Linked DNA regions of Mus musculus: all the other regions are linked to region 3. Evidence: chromatin contacts called from public promoter capture Hi-C data. All regions are on one chromosome and are shown on one strand. The core of a region is the stretch at or near the end of the contact, and the rest is flanking DNA. Distances in the headings are between cores, read along the strand shown.

Region 1 (3,955 bases), core at 1,127-3,626, 3.1 Mb before region 3:
GCCAATTTCAACTGAAGGCAGGATTATCACAATTTTGAGGCTGGCTACATAGTAACTTCCCACTATCTTAGCCTATATACAGTGTGAGGCCCTGCTTCTAAAAACAAAACAAACAAAACAAAACCAACTAAACAGTCAGGCAGTGGAGTGGCACATGTGCTACCAAGCACTCGTCTATGTAGCTACACATTCCACATTGCATATTTATTTATTTATTTATTTATTTATTTATAGACTCTAGAATGAGCACACATTCACATAACTAAGAGGTTTGAGGTCTGCTCTTGCACCTTACTCTCATAATCTTGGGAGAGCCAACTCAATGGGTGGGAAGAGTATTCTTGGATGCTTGGGACAGCTGGCAACAACCTAACCACAGATAGAAGAGACTCTAGGCTACAAAAATAAATCTTACTAAATTCAAACCAAATGTAACCCCAGTTCAATTTTAGCAAAAGATTTTAAATGCCTGCCAGCGACTCCAACACCTTCAGTCAAGAGGAAGTACGGCAGAGGGAGAGTTCCGGGGGTGAACAAGAACTGCAACACTGTCTTACTTTTACAAAGTTCATAAGAGCATATGGTCATGTAGACATATTGCTAAGACCCCTCCAAGGATCTTAGAAGGGGGTGCTGGCAATTCTGATTCCTGACACTGAAGCTTCACTGACTTCAGGTCTGGAGACATCCTTTGGTCCGTGACTCATAAAACATATTAAGGATTAAAGGAGATTTTTATATGGGTCATATCTGGCAGGATTTACTGTAGTGAGAGGTTAAAAAAATATATAAAATAGCTTTATTTGTGCATTTTAAAACAACTATATTACAAGTTAGCAGAAAAACATTTTTAATAAAAACATCTTAAGAGTATTAGTGGGGTGGCTGTGTGGTTTTTTGCTTTTTTTGTTTTTCTTCTGTAAATTCTCTTACTAGTGGCCTGGTTGGGATATGCCTCACACTTAAACCATGACAAAGGAGCAGAAGTCTCTGGAAAATCCAACTGTGTTGTCATTATAGCAAAAGAATCGAAATCGTCCTACAAAAACATTTTTGGCTCTACTGCTCCTGACTAGACCCACAGAGCCACACTTTTAGAAACCATTGCTTTCAGACGCCTGAAGCTCTTTGTCTCTCTGTCCCAGATAAGTGCCAATCAGTTCCATACTTTAGCAAGCAAGGAAAACTTTACAGTTTTAAACGAGTAACAAATGTTAGAAAAGTCTTTCTTTCCCTGACAGGAAGTAAATTATCTCTGGCATTGTCCTTATTGCCAGTAACTAAGGTTCTCTTCTTTTAGATCAAGACTAAACTCAAACACAGTTCGTGCCTTATATAGTGTGCTCAGTAGTATTTTTTTAAAGATTTAATTTTATTCATTTTAACTATACGTATGTGTCTTGTGTGGTTAAATACCGGTGTTCTTGGAAGCCCAGAGTTGTTGATCTGCCCGACCTGGGGTTTCAGGATGTTGTGAGCCACCACCCAGCACGGTGCTGGGAACTGAAATCTTAGCTGTGTGTGCCACATCTCCAGACTTACTGTTGTTGATGCTTGTTTCTGTGCTGGTTTGTTTGAGGCTAGGTAATAAAGTCTAAGGCCTTTTTTTTCCATGTTAGGTAAATGCTCAAAACCCAACATCCTGGTACACCCCCTCCCCAGCCCCATTATATGTTTCCATGCTCTTCCTGAATCCTAGGCATGTGCTAAGTAAGTGCTTTTTCATTCATTGTCTCATTGTTTCTCACAGCAAGCCTAGGGCCTAGGGAACAGATAATATTGTATTCCTTCTTTGCAGATGTAGCACCCAAGATACAGGGAAGTTAAAATCTAACTTTATACAGAGTGGGTTAGGATTTAACCTCAGATGACACTCAATTGTCATCTATTATTCACCCATAAAGTATGCGGGTGGGAGATTAAGCGAAATCCTCGTGTTCAAAAGTGTAAAAAAGACGCTTATTAAAGCAAAAACCCCTGTGGGCCAAGCCAGCCCCGACAGTCACCCCGGATACACCGTCTTGTTTCCCACTCCACACCTCCACTTTATTTCCTAAATTCTTATAAACTTCTCCTAATTTTGCACAACTGTCCTTCCTGATGGCTTCGATGGCTCTGAGACCCGCCGCTGACCCTGAAATGAAGGCGCTAAATCCTACAGGAACCCGGGCGGGGGTGGTGGTGGAAGCCCCATGGTAACCACGGGAACGGTGGCGTGGCAGGAGCTCTGCGCAGGCGCACTGCGTCCTCGCGTGGGCCAGCCTAGGCTTGGAACACCCCGGGCCTGGGCGACTCCCGGGTGGGTGGGAGGCTCGCCGCAAGCGCCTGCGCAGTGGCGCGGGAGCTGGTGTGACAGAGCGCACGTAGCGAGGGCTGCGGCCGCCCCCTCTCCGGCGCGCCGGCGCGGCAGGGGAATATAAAAGGGACGCCTGGCTCCCTCTACTGCCCAGTCGCACTGCCAGCAGGCTGAGGGCGGCAGGGAGCTAGCTAGCGGGGACTGCAGGCGACAGGACTGACCCGAGCCGAGCTGTCGCCTTCCTCCCGGCCCGCTATCCAGGTGAGGCGCTCCTCCGATCTTGGAGACGGATGCGGGGTCCCCGCGGGCAGCCGGGGTCCCTTCGCTCTGGAGTGGGGCTCAGCCCTTCTCACAGCCGCCCCCGGGTCTCCCCGAGAGGACCCGGCCCCGCACCCCCGAAGTCAGGCCGCCCCGGCGCTCTCCCAGCTTCCCTCGCCGTCCCCCCACCCCCGTCCTGCCTCTGGCCGGAGCGGCAGCAGCGGCTTGCGCCCCGCCCCAGCACTAGGACCTTCTTGAATGTTCCATCCCGGGCAGCCAGCCTCCCTGATGACTTGTGCAGCGGTACCTCGTCCGCCCCACTAAGCCGGGGGAAGGCGAGGGCGGACGGGCGGGGGTCTGGGCCGCCCGAGCCGCAGATGGTTAGCATGTGGCAGTGGAGAAAGCAGGCAGCGCTTGCAGCCGGGGGCTGAGTCTCTCCGTTTCGATCGCTCTTCTTCTCTTTTTCCTTTTCACTTTTGGAAAGTAAAGCTGGGAAGTGGGACCTACTCAGAAGTTAGGACTGAACTTGTCTGTTGCGCTTCTCGGCGTTGTCTCAGCAAGTAGACATAGCCCGGGGCGCCGAGTTTAGCTGAGAAGTTGCTGTCATTCACAGTTGGGGAAGCTGGCTTCTTCCTTCCTCTTCATCCCAGTGAATCACTTAAGGACACACGCGTCTGTCTCTGTATTTCTCTCTCCCTCTGCTCCTTCTTTCCTCCTGGTTTCCAATCTTGCCCACCTCCTCTGGTTCAGCTCACCCTGATGATCCCCTTTCCCTTTTCGTCTTTCACGCTCCCCTCCTCTTGCAGGGTCAACAAGTCAGTCCATTTTGGCCAAACCTTCTATGGTTGTGTGAGACTTTTAAACTGAATTTTGTGATTGACCCCAGATGGATGTTCAGTGTGGGGAAGGATGGTACGGTTAAATACGAGGTTGTTTCTCCTAGAGAGTGGGAATTTGGTACAAAGGCAGGCTTTCGGACTTAACATCTTCAGCTGACCATCCAAAATGAGGACTCTTGGGGTATTGCACCGTGGTTTATAGGGAAGAGCCTCCACAGAAAGGGATAGACAAGCTCCTGGGTTCTCTTTTAGGAAATGATTTTTTTTTTTTTTTTAATTAAAAGGAACCTGCCAGGTTCGACTTAACTCGAGAGCCATGGCTCTTGGACTTTTTCCTTGGAATGCACTCTGGAGGGATGGAATAGCCACTACGTGAGTGGGGGAGGGGGGAGACGTGGCAACGCTGTTCTTTCATCAACTTTTTTTTTTTTAAGGTTGAGGGGGAAAAAAAAAACCTCGTTTCCCTTCTCAGGTTTAGATGAAGCTTATGAATGGAACTTAGTCTTTTCCTAAAATAATCGCATAAAAAAATTACTCCTGCGTAGCAGGAACATTGGAAATT
Region 2 (3,632 bases), core at 611-3,110, 4.0 Mb before region 3:
TCTCTTTCTTTTTCTGTCCTTCACTGTCTTCTTCTTTTCTCTGACTTTATTCTCTTCTCCAGACTCTGCTCCCTTCCAGGCCTCAAGTAAACTTCCTTTTATATACTAGGACTGTCCTATGGTTGACACCTCAGCGGGACCCCTCAACATGGGCTCACTAAGACACCCTCTCCTGCCACATCATACTGTGTTTATAAAGCACACAGCCTGGGAACACAGATTTAGGTTACCTCAAGCCCCATCACCCAACATGAAAAAGTTTTATAGAATAAAGAAAGTCATATAAATAAAGGTAAGCTTAACATATATCCTGATATATGAGAGATGTAGTAACAGTAAGGCGGAGAAGCTTTTTATAGTCCTATGACACTGCTGACATTTTGGGCTGTTTGCTGGTAGAAGCTGGTAGTCTGCTAAGTTAATAGATTCCAATGATTTTTAATCTATAGTTTACAGAATGTTAGTTCTGACACAGAGGTGAGCAAGATGCTGTTCTGGGACTAACCTAGTCCAAGGTAAGTGTATGCAAGGGCAAGGGGCACAGTAAAGAGACTGAAACGGCCACTCTTTGGGTAGACAAGGTAAAGTTTATTCCAAACAACAAAGGTTGTCTCTCTCAGGAAAAGCTGAGAGAAGGGAGATGGGGGAATATGTATCTGGGGAGGAGGGAAGCAAAGAGCCAGGATGCTGGCAAGGGGGCTTTGAATTGTATAACAAGTACTTGTAAGTATGGACTGGGGAGCCTGGGGGCTAGCGCAGAGCTGTAAATCCATTTCTGCCAGAGGTAAGGGAAATTACTCCTTTGGTAGATAGGAAACAGTTTCACAAGTTACTAAGGAATGCAGGCTTTTCCTAACCACTAGAAATCCTCCACAGTCCAGACTGAGTCTAAGTTAGATCCAATTTTGGAGTCAGTGGCATTTTTGGGGGATGGGTGGGGTACCCTTTGTATCTGACAATAAGGTATTTAACATCTGGAACTGCACCACTCTAACCTCTCCACTGCGGTTTTGATCAGTCTTTGCAGACAAAGGTTCTTTTCAGCAGTTGTCGTTTACGACAGTTTATTCACAATCTTGAGACTATTACTTAAAACTTTGTGTGTGTGTGTGTGTGTGTGTGTACATGAGGACGTGTGTGTGTGGGTTCTACGGGGGTCAGAACCCGGATTTAGATAGATGCCCTGGAACCGGCTGCTGAGAACTGAACTTCGGTCCTTCAGAGGACCAACAAGCACTCTTAACTGCGGAGCCATCTCTCTAGCACGAAGAGATTATTACTTTTAATATTCTAATATAATCTGTTCTGCTCATTGTTAAGTCACAAAACAGGCCCCTGAAGGCAATTGTTGCTGACAGCGTCCTAACGGCCGCCTCGATTCTTACCCAAACAGAAACCTAAAGTCATCATTTCTTAAAACCTCGTGAAGCCTGTTTCTGTTTGCCAGGAAAGCCACCACTTCCTCCTCTGCCCCTAACCGTCAACTACCCCGTGAGGTGCATCTCATCACGTAACGCTAATATTTCCACTCCGATTTATCTAAGCATAAAGACACTGTTCAACCAATATTAACCTTTATTCTGCTGAAACCGGAGGCAATGACGACGTTTGTCTCTTTAGAAGGAAATCAAGTGTTGACCAGATGCAGCACCCGAAAAGGTCGGATTTATTAGGGCACTGCCATTTTAGGTCCGCTTTGTGACGTAGCACCAGTGAAATCTATAAAGCCTTTCCCGGGGAAAGGGAGTTCGTCTCGATCGTTTGCGAAACGGTCACGTGGTCTGGAGCGCGGGCGTGGCGGGGTGACAGCGAGCAGGCGCTCCAGGCCGCAGCGCGGCGCACAGTGATGACGCGCGCCGCACGCCCTGTGCCCATCCGTTCGCGACGGAGCTGCGTCACCGGTGTTCGGCGCTCACCTCCTGGAGCCCGCAGTCGCTGTAGGCCCCAGGGCTGGTCTGCCGCTCCTGGGGAGCCTGGTCCGCGGCGCGATGAGGCGTAGCAAGGCCGACGTGGAGCGGTACATCGCCTCGGTGCAGGGCTCCGCCCCGTCGCCCCGAGAGGTAAGCGGGTCTGGTCCGGTGGCGGTGGCGCCGGTGTCATGGCTCCCGGCGGCCTCGGCTCCCCGCTGGAGTGGAGGCGGTCGCGGGCGGCGTGGCGCTGCTGAGCACCGGAGGCGTGGGGACTGCGGCCGCCAGCGTTTCCTCTTCATGGCTATCCGCGGGCCCACTCGGGCCTGGCTTCTTCGGCCTCCGCTCCGTAGGCCGTCGTGGGGCGCTCTGCGGGGTTCGCCCGCCCGCCCGCCCGGCGTCGTCGGTCTCCCGGATAGCTAGGCCCTGTCACGGCTGCCGTGTCTCGGGGGGAGGCTGACACCGCGCGGCGGTGGGCTTGCACGGTTGTGTGGGTGGCTCCACGGACGAAGCAGGGCGGGAAGGAAGGGCGCGTCAGCATAAACGACACGGAAGGCCCATAATTTAAGTCTTCTAGTGCTGTGCCCCGCTTCCCCAAACCCCTTTTGGAGGCTGCTAGTCGGAATTCCTTCTAGGCGGTAGTTGCAATACCTTAACATTTCTAACGTTATTTCGCAACGTGTTTTGTGTGTGTGTGTGTGTGTGTGTGTGTTTAAGATCATTAACGTTGTGTTTATTTTGGGTTCTTAAAGAGTGTTGGCCGGTGGAGAGAGATGTACAGAGGCTCTACAGTCAGTTATTTTTTGGGCGGGGGAGGGGTGTGTTGAACAATCAAGTTCTACCATTGGTAAACTAACTTGGTACAGTATAGACTCTTCATCAGTAAACGGCATTTTGACCTTGTTAGTGTTATTTAGTGTTACCGAGGATGATTCGTGTTAACATTTAGGGCAGACTTTGAGATACAAAGAGTCAGAGGGCTTCAATTTTTGTTTACAAACGCCCAATTCAGTTGTGTATATATATATATATATATATATATATATATATATATATTTTACATTCTGTCTCTGAGGGTTTTATGGTCATCTATATAAACCAAAGTTCATGAACATACAAGTCAAATGGCATAATTTTTGTTGTTGTTGTTGTTGTTACTTAAAGTCTCTTCTTTAGATGGCTTCTGCAGGTTAAATAATCCAGTCCAGCAAATCTACAACCCCTCCCCCAAAGCGATTTTAAAAGTCTCAAGTTCATTTAGTGCTGGTATGCCCAAAGTGGGAAATTTTACACCCAGTTTCCTCTGATGGATCAAAATCAGAATGCCATGGTACAAGAGTTATATGAAAGTGCTTTTGGGTTTCTGTCTATAAGGTGTACATTTTAGATAAATGTGTTTATATTAGATTTAGGATTTGTTACCAGGATATCTAACATGCTTGAAGATATTTAAAAATCTAAAAAAACAAGACCCTGAAATCTAAAAATGCCAAGCATTTCAGATAAAGCATACTAAAGTATCTAATACTATTGTATTAATTGTATGTAAATGTGTAAATGGTTGTTAAATTATGTTAGGAACCATTTCAAAGTCTCTACATATTCAAATATGACTTTTGAGTTGTTTTTCTTTGTTTTGAGACAGAGTTTCTATTATGTTCTGGAACTCACTGTGTAGATCAGGCTGGCCTCAAACTCACAGAGATCCACCTGCCTCTTCTTCCC
Region 3 (3,863 bases), core at 1,011-3,510:
CACGCATACTCCTCTTCTCTTCTCCTCCACCTCTTCTTCCTTCTCCTCCCCTCAACTCTATCATCCTCCCTCCGGCTCTCACACACACAAAATAAATGTTTTTAAAAGCTCTCTAAGCACTTGCCTGCACTGAAGCAGATATCATTCAGGACAATGTGAATGTCCACGTCCAGAGAATGGGATTGCATAATGTAATTCCTGAAGCTTATGAAAGCCTGGTGGAAGAGACGAGCTGTGGAAAACATAAAACCAAAGCATACAAGGCTTAGTCTTTACTTAGCTCTCACTGTCAAGTATACAAATGCCACAGCAAACCCCAGCCCCTATCAGCGTTTTGGTAGCACAGCTGGCTTTTCACAAGCTGAGCTAAAACTGAAACTACACAGGACAGACACTAAGGCAGGCTGAACACGCACTCCTGTACTGTGGAGTCTGGCTGGCAAGCTGGGCTTGTGAGTCCCCCAGAAGACAAGGAGAGGGACTTTTCTTCAGACTATAATACACATAACAAAGTACAATGCAAAATGTGACAGTTCTATGAAGATGTTACTGGCAGAGATGCAGAGAGAACTCTGTGGTTAAGAACAGTGGCTGCTCTTCCATGGAAACCAAGCTTGATTCTCAGCATCCGAATGGTGGCTCACAGGCATCTCTAACTCCAATTCCAGAGCATCTAATACTCTCTGTCATGGGCACTGCACAAAAGTAGCTATGGACATACATGTAGGAAAAATACTCACACACATAAATTGATAAAAACTGTTCAAAATAACTCTCAAAAAATTGTCAGCCTTACCATCAAGTCCATAGTCAGCACTCAGCTTTTGAATTTCTTGCCTCTTATAAAACTTGTCTAAGATCTTCTTTACTTCATCTAAAAAAGAAATATAAGTTTTTTTAAAGATTTATTTATTTATTTATTTTATGCATGAGTACACCACCATTGGTCTCTTTAGATACACCAGACCCCATTACAGATGGTTGTGAGCCACCATGTGGTTGCTGGGAATTGAATTCAGGACCTGAAGAGTAGTGAGTGCTCTTGTAAGCCATCTCTCCAGACCCTATAAAAGATTTTTTTTTAACAATTGTTTACCAATTTAGACAAATCTACAACAAAAGGAATTTGAAGTCATAATACTAAAGGCCGGGGCCTCAGGAATGCTTTGAGAGTGTGAAGCTTTGGGCTACTGTGCAATGGAGTAAGAAAAATGACAAGAGTACAGCAATGCACCATCCCTGACAGACCACAGACACACAAGGAGAGAGCCAGTCCCCCTCCCCCCACCCCCACAGAGTCACCATCAAACCTCCCCTTGTGCCCAAAGCTCTTCTTGAGTAACCAAGAAAAGGCAAGTCCTGCTATGAGAGGCAGATGTAATTCACTACTAAGAGCAGTGTTAGCAACGGTAGCCTGTGCAGTAATTAATGACAATCCCCAGTCTGAGAACAGCTCGAGCTTATCTTGAGGAGGGAAAAAGTAGAGGGAAAGGAAGGGGAAGAGGAGGAGTACTACCTTGTTAGTTGATTTCACAGTACTGGGAAATGACCCCACGGCACTGCGTGCTTGGCAAGGCATATATCCCAGGGTTATATCTTCAAGCACATTAAAAAAGAACACTCTGCTGCCTGGAGGTGCAGGTAGCCCAGGCCTTTGATCCAGGGACTCGGCAGGCAGACACAGGCCTATCTCTGTGAGTCTGAGGCCAGCCTGGTCTACAGAGCACATTCCAGGACAGCCAAAGCCACACAGAGAAACCTTGTTTAATTTTTTTATTTTGAAATAGGACCTCTCTTAAGTTTTCCAAGCCTGTTTTGAACTCATTCTGTAGCCCAGGCTGGTATTGAACTTGCCATCCTCTGCCTCTGACTCCCAACATGAAGCCTATATTTTAAAGTCACAATAGGAAGCATCAATATTGCTTGTTGAAGAGCCAGGAAGACAGCTTGTGCCTAAAAGAAATGTGGTTTTCTTTCAGTCTCTAAGAATGTCATTTGGTGAAAAGAAACCTTTCACCCTCCCATTGTCAAGCTCACCCAAATGCAGGTAGGACAAAACTCACTTCAACCCAGTGATGCTAAAGGTTTTTTTTTTATTCATCTCTGGAACCTGGGACGATACTACTTTTTGGCAAAGACAGTTTTATCAACTTTTATCTTGTATTTAAATTCAGGTCTGTCTCGTGGGAGAGTAAATTTATTGAGAAATCCGGATCTGAGACCCGTTGTCTTGGCAACCAGATGGAATTTTAACATCGTTAGACATCCACATCAGGTCAATGGCAAGTCCTCACTGTTTAATCCCTCCATGAGGACTCTAGGAGCACAAGCGGCGCACCACTTAGGGACAAAACTCTTAACCTCCTCGACCGAAGAGAACGGTCAATGTCAACTACAGAAGAGACTAAATATGACTTAGGCTCGGGTGCTAAGGGCTCCAAAAAGGAACAGACATTGCACTATGTAGGCCCAGGCTGCAGACCCTGCCGCTCTGCCGGGAGGCTCCAGCACTCACTCTTGTCTAGAGGCCGAGTGAGCTCCGCGCCCACGTCGCCATCGGCGCTGGGACCCTGAGGCTTCACCGTCAGCGGCACGAACAAGGACGTGTTCGGGGCTTTGGAGCCACCAGAGGCAGAGGAGGAGGCGGCCAAGCAGGGAACGCGTCCTGAAGCCCCCGGGAACGACCCCACGAGAGCGCGAAGGGCGGAGCAAGGGGCCGCCCGGGGCCCAGCCCCGCGCCCCGCCGGGAGCCGAGCCCACAGCAAGGTACACCGAGGCAAGGACATTGAGGCCGCGGCTCGAATGGAGCCGGGGAAAATCCGGACCACTGGCGCCGCTCGGTGACGTAGCTCCGGCGCCCGCGGAGCGAAAGGACCCAGAGAGACACAGGGCTGCCCCCGCGTGCGCCTGAAGGAAAAGGAGATGGAAGGGTTGGGAGCGCGCCTCTTCGTGGGAGCACGACCTCTGTACGTTACAGTGGCAGAAACGAGCTCCCATCCTCTCACTCTTTCTGCGGCAATTGGCAGCGTCTTTCTCGAAAGAAGGGAAAGTAATCAGGCATCTTAAGGGATGTTACAGATGCGCGGAAGGGAACCGTACAAGCGTCGTCATGTGACCAAACTGTCTATCCTGCATCATGTGGCTTCAAACGCTAAAGTGCATTTCCAAGAAGATTGGTGCATTAATATCCGTAGTTTCCTGATAGGATAACGTTAGAGGACGTAGCTTGATCTGCTACAGATCAAGACGGGTTGCAGAGAAATCCGGTTGTACGATAACTGGCGCTTACGTGACACGTGTGTCAATACACGTGCTTCTCTCCTTGGTGCTAGGGCTCCATGTAGGGGCCATGAGCAAGCTAGGCATGTGCTCCACCATGAGCTGCAGAATTCAGTTAACGTGAGCAGTTTGTACTCCTCGCATCTCGAAAGTTATAACCACAAAGTATGCTCTGTGTACCTGGTTAAAGTTTGATCTTACTCCTATCTACTACAGCACTCGGTCCCACCCGAGTTGTAAGGAAAGAGGTGCCTCTGTTCGTTCCGTCTGGGCGTGACCATTCAGTTCTTGGCCGGCCAAACACTAGGAGGGAAGCCATGTGTGGCGACGTTCCCTCAGTCCTCTGCCGAGAGGTCCCCAACACCATCTAGTTTCTGAGTTCAGGAGCCGTTCGGTTTTTAGAAAATTGGACCCAGTAACAACTTCGTTCGTTCGGTGTCTGGTGGTCCTCATTCCAACCCGCGCCATCGGTCAATCCTCTGTCTCTATCCCTTCTTGACAAGTTTTCTGATTTCAGAAAATGAGTTGCGGGATATGGCTTCGGAGTCAAAGCTCTAAAACCATCTGGTGCTAAGTCAAAACCC

What was found. Promoter capture Hi-C pulls out the DNA fragments that hold promoters and counts their contacts.
Region 1: a promoter capture Hi-C map of liver shows a contact between it and region 3, with 4 times the contacts expected there. The contact joins the promoter of P4ha1 here to the promoter of 4930507D05Rik in region 3. A contact is called at or near these places in 2 of 39 promoter capture datasets (liver and pre-B cells).
Region 2: a promoter capture Hi-C map of liver shows a contact between it and region 3, with 4 times the contacts expected there. The contact joins the promoter of Ranbp2 here to the promoter of 4930507D05Rik in region 3. A contact is called at or near these places in 2 of 39 promoter capture datasets (hippocampal neurons and liver) and 1 of 484 Hi-C or Micro-C datasets (CD4 T cells).

What each region holds. Positions count from the first base shown.
Region 1 is chr10:59,320,920-59,324,874 of GRCm38.p6, forward strand. P4ha1 (procollagen-proline, 2-oxoglutarate 4-dioxygenase (proline 4-hydroxylase), alpha 1 polypeptide) reads left to right here and starts at 2,377. Exons shown (of 15, transcript NM_001316371.1): 1 at 2,377-2,557.
Region 2 is chr10:58,444,992-58,448,623 of GRCm38.p6, forward strand. Ranbp2 (RAN binding protein 2) reads left to right here and starts at 1,861. Exons shown (of 29, transcript NM_011240.3): 1 at 1,861-2,060. The coding sequence starts at 1,989.
Region 3 is chr10:62,446,900-62,450,762 of GRCm38.p6, forward strand. It overlaps 4930507D05Rik (RIKEN cDNA 4930507D05 gene), which reads left to right and starts at 2,261. Exons shown (of 1, transcript NR_027926.1): 1 at 2,261-3,863. Supv3l1 (suppressor of var1, 3-like 1 (S. cerevisiae)) reads right to left here and starts at 2,839. Exons shown (of 15, transcript NM_181423.3): 1 at 2,516-2,839; 2 at 797-874; 3 at 125-232. The coding sequence starts at 2,786.